2 separate regions of the Anas platyrhynchos genome follow, and region 2 is linked to region 1. A link is a contact called in public Hi-C data. All regions are on one chromosome and are shown on one strand. The core of a region is the stretch at or near the end of the contact, and the rest is flanking DNA. Distances in the headings are between cores, read along the strand shown. Region 1 overlaps BMPR1B (bone morphogenetic protein receptor type 1B). Region 2 overlaps BMPR1B (bone morphogenetic protein receptor type 1B).

Region 1 (4,174 bases), core at 1,115-3,614:
GGGGAAGAACAGATTTTCCTTAATATTCACATATCGTGAGGTGGGAATTACTCCTGATAAAAGTTTCAAAAGACTCCCACCATCCTCTTGGTCCCACCAGCCTCAACTTAAAAAGAATTGTTCATGATCTACAAGGAAGAAAAAAGTGCAGTTAAATGGAACCATTTGAAAGTATTAACTCCTTGCTTTCACGTCAGCAAAGCTGGCTTCTTTCTAGTAAGTATGTAAAAACCACAAAAATGGATTTACCATTTCAAGGCATCTGCACTTGGACAGAATCATGTTTCCAATAAAGAATTCCTTGTTCCCAGAAGGCATTTAATCCTTTACACACATGGCACCACAAGTAATTTTTATTCAGTTTCCAGCAATCATACATTTTTTTCAAATACCGCAAGATACACTTTGCAACTGAGTTGGTGTTCTGCTCTTGCTAACATTTCACAAGAGGAGTGATAAAGCTGGTACCAAAGGGCGCTGTGTGGCCCAAGTGCAAACCAGAGATGTTGTCAAAATGTTCATTTCTAAACTGCTTTCTGACATGAGCAAACCTGAGATGAGCCAACTACTGAGTCTATCAGACCTCGCTACCTAACTGCACTTGGGTAGACACCATCTGTGAGGGCCAGATGCTGTTGAGTTGAAGACTAACTGTTACACTCAGAGACAACTTGGAGAAAAAATAAGTTTGGACCTTCTGTGCTCTTCAGGATTTTGTTTTGTTTTGTTTTTGCCACTGTGCAATGAGATTTTTTCCCATTTTAAAACTCTTGTATCACGTTTACATTTTTACAATAGGAAAAACACAACAATTTCTGTGACACAGGCAAACCTGTGGGTGCATCTCCAGTTCCAGAAAAATGCAGGGATTCTTTTTTACTTTGTTGCCAAAGTTATTTTGAGTGTGAAGCTCATCAAATGCCAGGAAAGAGAACTGAAACTCTCCCATGCCAAGCAGGCATTACACTGTGCCCTTTTGGCAAGAGGGTAAATAGCATCAAGACAGCTTATGAGGGTGGAAATAAGATCCACATTGCTACACACTAATGTCTACACATTTGGAAAAGTGTCTAAACCTTTGCCGATTGGGATTTTCAAGAGGTAAAAGCATACTGCTATCCTTCCATGTGTTCATGTTATATTTTCATTTAATAGTAAAAGCCTTTTTTTCCCCACACTAGGCTTCAAACCTTTGGCAATTATGTTTTCAAACTTCTCCCTGACATCATGAGAACTGAAAACCTAGTTTTCTTTTGTTTTGCATGAGTGCATAAATTTTCATTTGATCATTTGACTGTGGACACTAGGGATATCAGACAGAGAGCAGTTATTGGGAAGCTGTTGATGAGATTACAAAAGCTGGCAGCTCTGTGCTGCCATTCAGAACACTGCAGGGGAATGCTGACAAAACTGCCTGCTTATCCTTCCATCCCCTATTGAAAAAGTTAATTCACTACAATTTATTTATTTATTTAAGTATTACAATTGAGACTTCCTAAAACATTTTTTCACTCTAACTTTAGGACCTCACCTCTTGCATGTGAGCTGCCTTACATAGTATGACCACTGAGAGATGCTGGGAGTCTTATTTGACTTGACCTGCTCACACTGAGCCACCAGCTGCCTCCAACAGGAGGGAGGATGGACCTCAGGAAGACCCTCCAGGAAATAAACGCTTAGGAAAAAAGGCACAAAAAACATCCTGAATCATGGTGCTGGCTGGCATAATGCAATTCCTAAATTCTGCATGTATACAGTAGGGATATTCCCAGCTATCCCTATCACTGGCAAACACACCACAGGAAAATGAGCTGGACGTGTGGATTCAACACAAAACACAAGTGAATGTAGCAGGTGTACCAACAAAAATACCTGTTACAAGAGGTATTTGTAACGTGTAATGAGGAAATGCTGAGACAAAAGCCATTGAAAAAGTGATCTTCCTCCCACCCTATTCAAACAAGCATGAAGAAAACAGTGAGTAAACATGATCAGCTCCTGACCTGCTCCCTCTAAAACAGAGAGGGGACAGCAATGTAATTCAACTACAAGGCAGCACCAGTTTTTCTTTAGATTCCAGGGACATGTGCACATTCACATTACTTTGCAAGGTTGACAGAACACTTAACTGATCTCTCAGCAATCAAACTCCGGCCAAAATCAGGATTCTCATTTCTGCAAGGCTCCAGCATGCCTCCTGCACAAGCACAGAACAAACAGGAAAGGCAGCCTGCATCATCTATCCTTCACCTTCCTATCACTTTAAAGTATTTGTAAAACAAATCCTATGTTTTGTTCTGACTCCTGCAACTGTCTGTCCTCTGCTCAGGAACATGAAGATTAGCTAGACAAAACAACAGGGAAGCCCTCAGAAGAGGAGGGAACCTTCAAACCCAGGCAGCCTTCTCAAGGGTGAAGTTTCCAATGCTTTTGCATTGGCAGCTGGCATAAGCAAATTTTAATAATCATAACAAGATACACACTGAAATGGTGCGTGTCTTAGCACAAATTTAAACTTTCAGTTCTCCATTTTGAAATCTGTCTTCAGTGAGCAATTGTTAAAAACAGTTGACCCTTGTTCATATTGCCCAAACTGACGCAAGTTAAGATAGGCAAAGATCGTGGCATTGTTTTTTATTTGCTTGCTCTACATTTTTGTCAGGGCCATAAAGATATATGAACAATGAGTCTATAAAACATGAATGTTTCAATGGTTAAATATTTTAGTTTGGAGCAAAATCATTTTAATATTCAATGCCTTCTGATTTTTTTTTTTTTTTTAATTTTAAAGTAGGAAACCATTTTGAAATTTCTTCACAGATATGTTCCTTGCTTAAAAAGAGAGAAAAAAATAAAACTTTCAATATATATTTCTTATAACTTGGGAAATGTAGCAAGGTAAGGCATTTCCAAAGAAACCTGAGAGTGACAACAGCAAGAGGAATGCGGTGGTGCTAGAAGCACAGAGCTGTCCCCCAGCAGCGAGCTCCCACTGGAGCAAAGCAAAGCAAGAGGAGGGAGAGAAAGGAAGAAAGAAAAAAAAAAAAAAACTGTTGCAAGTTCATGCACCCCTATTACAAATTCATTTTAATTAAACAAAGAGATTGTACAGACACTGCTGACAGGGATTATCAAAATAGAATGGCGCCACCTGCCCCTTGCAGCCCAATTAATTAGTAGAGAATCTGAGGTGCCAATTATCACAAAGGAATAGGAAAGGATCAGTAAACACAGCTCATGGTGAACTTGAAAATTAACTCTTTCAGCTCTAGTCCCACAGCCTCAGGCACAGCCTTGAGCTTTCTGCTGCACCAAAAGCCGCACGCTGAAAACACATGAGGGACTTCTGCATGTTTCATGTGGTCTTGTGAGGGTTGACTGCTTCTGGTCCTCCTAAACTCACCGGTGTAGTTTTCAAATTATGTTACAAAATTCAGAGTAGTATTTCTATCATTTAAGTTTGAACAAGCTCCTCAATGAGAAAGACAGACTTTTGACTGCAATTGAGGTACCTCGAGAAAATGCCAATCATTTCCCATCCCATACCAGGGAGTTTGAGACAGCAAGTCTATGGCTAGAATTCCAGTTATTGATAGAAATTAGTAAACTGTTTAGTTTACTAGAAAGTAGGCCACCCTCATATGTACTTGGTCTCTTTTCTTTCCCCACGTATAAGAGGAAGAAAAATTTCTCCTCTTTCAAGACCTTGAGTAGGGCCTCCAGCTTACTCAGAGGGTAAACAGGAAGGCTTGGGAGCAGAAACAAACTGCAAATCTATTTTACCAGGGAATCCAGAGTCCAACATAGCAATTCAGACAGTTCTTGATTTTGATCTACAGTAAGTGTTACCAAAGGCCCTGCAGGTACCTGTATAAGGGGAGCCTGCCTTAGCGCTTGCACGACCTAGCTTGCATCAGGAGGAGTGTGGACAGCAGGCGGAGAGAGGTGATCCTCCCCCTCTGCTCAGCCCTAGTGAGGCCTCATTTGAAGTACTGTATGCAGTTCTGGGCTCCCCAGTGCAGGAGGGACACAGAACTTCTAGAGAGGGTCCAGGGTAGAGTCATGAAAGTGATTAAGGGACTGGAGTATCTGTCCTTTGAGGAAAGACTAAGTGAGCTGGGCCTGTTTAGCCTAAAAAAGAGGAGATTGAGAGAGGATATTATCAACCTCTACA
Region 2 (4,174 bases), core at 1,112-3,611, 73 kb after region 1:
AATTGGATTTGGTTTTGAGTAACTTAGGTGACCCGTGACTAGGTCACCTCAATCCTTCATATAATAATAGCGTGACCTTTACTGAGCAGGCAGTATATGGCCTTTTCTTCACAGTCCACATTTACACTAGCCGTGACAGATGAGGAGCTTGACTAACTGCTATCATCATCTAATCTGTTTCACTGACAAGCACAGTTAGGGCTCAAGTACTCACTGCCTTTATACATACACTGCTCTTTTTATCAGATGAAATATTCCTTCTCGGTTCCTGAATTTGATGAAAACCTGCTTTCCTTTTTTGCACACAGGACCTCACAGAGTCTTGAAGGTTCACACAGCAAACAATTTATTTCTTCACTAATTCAGATTTCTACACGAACTTCATCAAAAGTCTAGATAAAATAGCAGGTGATAATATCGGTACTTTGGCCAGGACTAGCAACAGGACGATATTGCTAGTTGATGTCAGAAAAGAGTTAACCTAAGGAAAGCCAGAGGCAAACAAAGCACTGTATAAACCAGTGAAGGATTCAGAGCAAATGTGAAATGGGCAGCAAAGATATCAAATAACAGTCCTGCGTTTGGATACATTCCTACAAATGACATCTTAATTTGCTATAGGAAGGCTAAGGATTACAGAAAAGGTCTTTGTCCCATGTCATCTTCTCATGAAGATGTTCAACCTAGAAAACCATTCACTGGCTCTGTGTGCCATGCACCACCACTGCAGTTCCCATAAAACCAGCTTTACAGGTGCCACCTCATCTAGTCTGTCAATATTCCTCCATCAGATGGGCACATTCAGGAACTTTTTCAGTGTATCAACACTGAAGAAATTCTCTGGTTCAAAACATCAGGTAAGGGTTTTCTACTTTGACGCAAATTATGAGAAACAATACATATTGAAAATTGAAATCTCTTGTGAGGAAACACTGAAGATAAAGAGGGTACTGTATTAAGGTTTTACAAAAAGTGTATTATTGAATTCATGGGACTGCCAGAACTCTGGATAATTTCACTCCATGACTGTGCTCTCAGGTTTCAGCAATGTACAAAGAATTCATTTTCACCTTTTAATCTTATGGATTAAATATGTTTGCGAAATATTTGGACCAGAAAAGAGACCTCCCAGTTTATAATTCACATATTAAATAAGACCTCCTGCTTTGAGCAACTTTCCTAAATGTTGATTTAACAAAATTCATCGCTTTAAATGCATGGATTATGATTTTTGCACCAAAATATATGGTTCCCAGTGTATAAGCTGTCATACTTGATGAAATATGAGGGCAGATTTTTTTTTAATAGAAAAAGAAAATATAGAACTCTAAACAATGAAAAAATTACAGACACCACAGACGAGAAACAAGAAGTATGCAAAGTCCACTTCTGGGAGAGCCTTTCTACCAATAACAACCTCTGCCATCATTAAATATTCTGCCTCTTAGTTCTGTAAAAACTGAATAATCCAGAAATGCCCAAAGAAAATACATTTGGTTGTTACTTTATGAAAAAACAGTTGTTTTGGTTTTTAACGAGTGTTAGCCTCAAATTCACAGCACCAAATAAACTTACCTGTGTTTTCTGCTTGTCTGCAAATGATGAAACGTCAACAACCTCTCTACACCAAAGTTAATATATTCTTCTGGTGCACTGTTCAACAAAGGATTAACTGATTTCAATGTTATAGATGTCGAGGGATTTGAGGGCACCAAGTTCCTCATAAAATGTGCTCAAAATTGGCAGAACTGGACTTTTCCAATGCATGTTTGAACCTATTTATTTTTAAATCTTCCCATCCTGACTCTGTAGCTAGTAGAAACAGGCCAATTTTAGGAATTGCAATCCATTTGATTTAAGGTCTAAATGCCAAAACTCGGCTACTTCTCAAAGGATAGAAGGCAAATAGAAAGACAGGGTACAAGAATTATCTTTCCTTAAACAAAAGAAAAAAAAAGGATGAAATGCAGTGAAGTCATGGTGAAATGATAGCATGTTGAAAAGGAGAGCGGGGAGTATATGTGTACAAGCACTGCTAGACCCAGCTAATAATACACAAGATATAAACAGCTACTCGTTTTTTACTCAGTTTTACTGCAGTTGACATGTTGAATACAATCTCCAAAGTTGGAAGACTTTCTCACAGAGACATTAGAAAAAGAAATTACATGTTTTGCTGTTCACGTGCCACTTCTAACTTAATGCACTTAGCTGGAGACATGATGAGTAAGAGATTCAGACAAGAAAATATTTCAACAAGCTCTCTAAGCAGAAAAAAACGTCTGACCTTGTTCATGGTTTTACTTTCTTATTTGATACTAGCTCTAGGGAGACAATAATGCCCTCAAGTCTTTTTTTTTTTTTTTTTATTGGAACAGCTTATCTTGCTGAATTGCATAACGTTTGCACCAACTTGCAGCTGTCTATGAAATTATTCCTTCATTACAGACGACCCACTTCAAACAAGGCAGCCCACACCATTGAGAAAGAAGTCTTGCCCCTACTATATGCCTTCAATATCCCGGCTCTCCTGGAGGATAAGAAAACCCCTTTGGTGCAGGGGGTCTCAGAGTTACCACAGCTAGGGTCTGCCACCTCACATGAAACGCTCCTTCCAGCCCCACGCTTCCCAGCGAAATAATCCCAAAGCAAAAGACTGGAAGTCATCGCTTTGCCTGCGCGTAACCAATTATGCAGTATTAAAAGCGAGGGGGTCATTCAGAGGTTAAAGTCTAACACAGGGTCCTTAATTGATCCAAACTGGGGTGGGAAGCTGATGTAGCTGGTACAAATGCTAGAATCACATTGTAATCGTTCTAAATTAAAAGCTGCGCTCTCGCTCCCTCTCAAGCCCCGGTACAGTTCAGCTGGCACACTGCCAGCTGCACTAATTAAACCACTTGCAATTACCGTCCCCACACACCTTCACAACAGGCCTTTCCAGATGAAAGGTCTCGTGTCTGATTTGCATCAGCACGATCCCACCAGAGGCCGAGATATAAAGTGTCTAAAGCGAGTGTTTGAAGTCGTCTATCTGCTGCAGCACGAGGCAGCTAGAAAATGAGAGCAAGGGACCCAGGAGGTTTTCAGCTGCTGTTTACCGCTGGTGCCAAGTTTCAGAAAGAACTTTATCTCACTTGAGAAACACCGTCTTCTACTCTGGAAGGATTTCCATTTGCTAAACTTGAAGCACATTACAAGTTTTTCAGGCAAGGCTGCCCTTCAGACACACGCCCGGCTTTGTAGAGAGAGCAGGGGGTTGAGGAGCATCCAGTCCCTGCCACCGCCAGCCCATCATCCACTCAGAGTTGCTCTGTAGTACCAAGCAGCCACGAGCAGAGGAAATGAGGCAGAATATTTTTTTTTTCCCCAAAAAAAAGAGCATTTGTGGACCTCTTATTACCTACAAGCAAACAGGATTCTCTGCGGAGGGCAGTATGGCTTATATTAAAAATGTAGGTTAAAAAGGATTATATATTCTAGGAGTGGGAAAAAAAGAAAGCACAAACAGATGACTCTAATTGAAGACATACTAGTTTTGAATCCAATTAAGCTTTTACAATTGCTCAGTTTTATCAAACATTTCTTTTGAATCATTTTCATTGTCCAAAGGAAAAATGTTACTAAAACCAACTAACATGCACATATGTATTACTGAGTCAAAGGAGAATGAGCCACACAAATGTTTTCCAAGTCCATCAGATTAGAAATCTTACAGTTAGGAAAGATTTCAGACAGCTAATATTAATTTGGCTTGGTTTTAACTTAGACTTCCTCTGGATTTTAAAAAAATAATCAACACAATAGCTAAGACAATCAGTTCAGGTAAACTACAACTTGCCAAGGTTTCAATTCCACAGTCTCCTGAAAGCTTTAGCAAAGTATCTTTTTCCATTCCTGTAAATCTTTAAATACCTTCAATGTCATGAAAATGTCTATATACAACCATTTCAACAGTTGGTGCCTCAAGAAAAAAAAAAAAAAAAAAAAAAGCATTCTTCAAATGCAAATTTCATTCATAGCTTTTATTTTCAAGGCAAAATCTAGATTAACACTAAAATACCATAAATACCATTATCTATCCAGGATGTACAGGACCATCAGAAACTGAGTTCTGTCTGGGAGGGTAACAAAACCAGAAAAATGAGGTTCACAGTAGCTTATACTATGATTT

Evidence for each region. Hi-C and Micro-C count contacts between places; a contact is called where the count stands out from the background.
Region 2: a contact with region 1 is called in a Hi-C map of F5 follicle, with 2.0 times the contacts expected there. The contact joins two enhancer-like sites. A contact is called at or near these places in 2 of 8 Hi-C or Micro-C datasets (F5 follicle and small yellow follicle).

What each region holds. Positions count from the first base shown.
Region 1 is chr4:12,333,642-12,337,815 of IASCAAS_PekinDuck_T2T, forward strand. The region is part of intron 3 of BMPR1B (bone morphogenetic protein receptor type 1B); the gene reads right to left. Among named protein-coding and RNA genes, the nearest start is that of BMPR1B, 160 kb to the right of the region's middle. Within about 2 kb of position 2,365, at least 4 of the 8 cell types and tissues checked have an H3K27ac peak or open chromatin away from gene starts, as enhancers often do. A contact at or near this core is called in F5 follicle, where this site is marked.
Region 2 is chr4:12,406,315-12,410,488 of IASCAAS_PekinDuck_T2T, forward strand. The region is part of intron 2 of BMPR1B (bone morphogenetic protein receptor type 1B); the gene reads right to left. Among named protein-coding and RNA genes, the nearest start is that of BMPR1B, 85 kb to the right of the region's middle. Within about 2 kb of position 2,362, at least 3 of the 8 cell types and tissues checked have an H3K27ac peak or open chromatin away from gene starts, as enhancers often do. A contact at or near this core is called in F5 follicle, where this site is marked.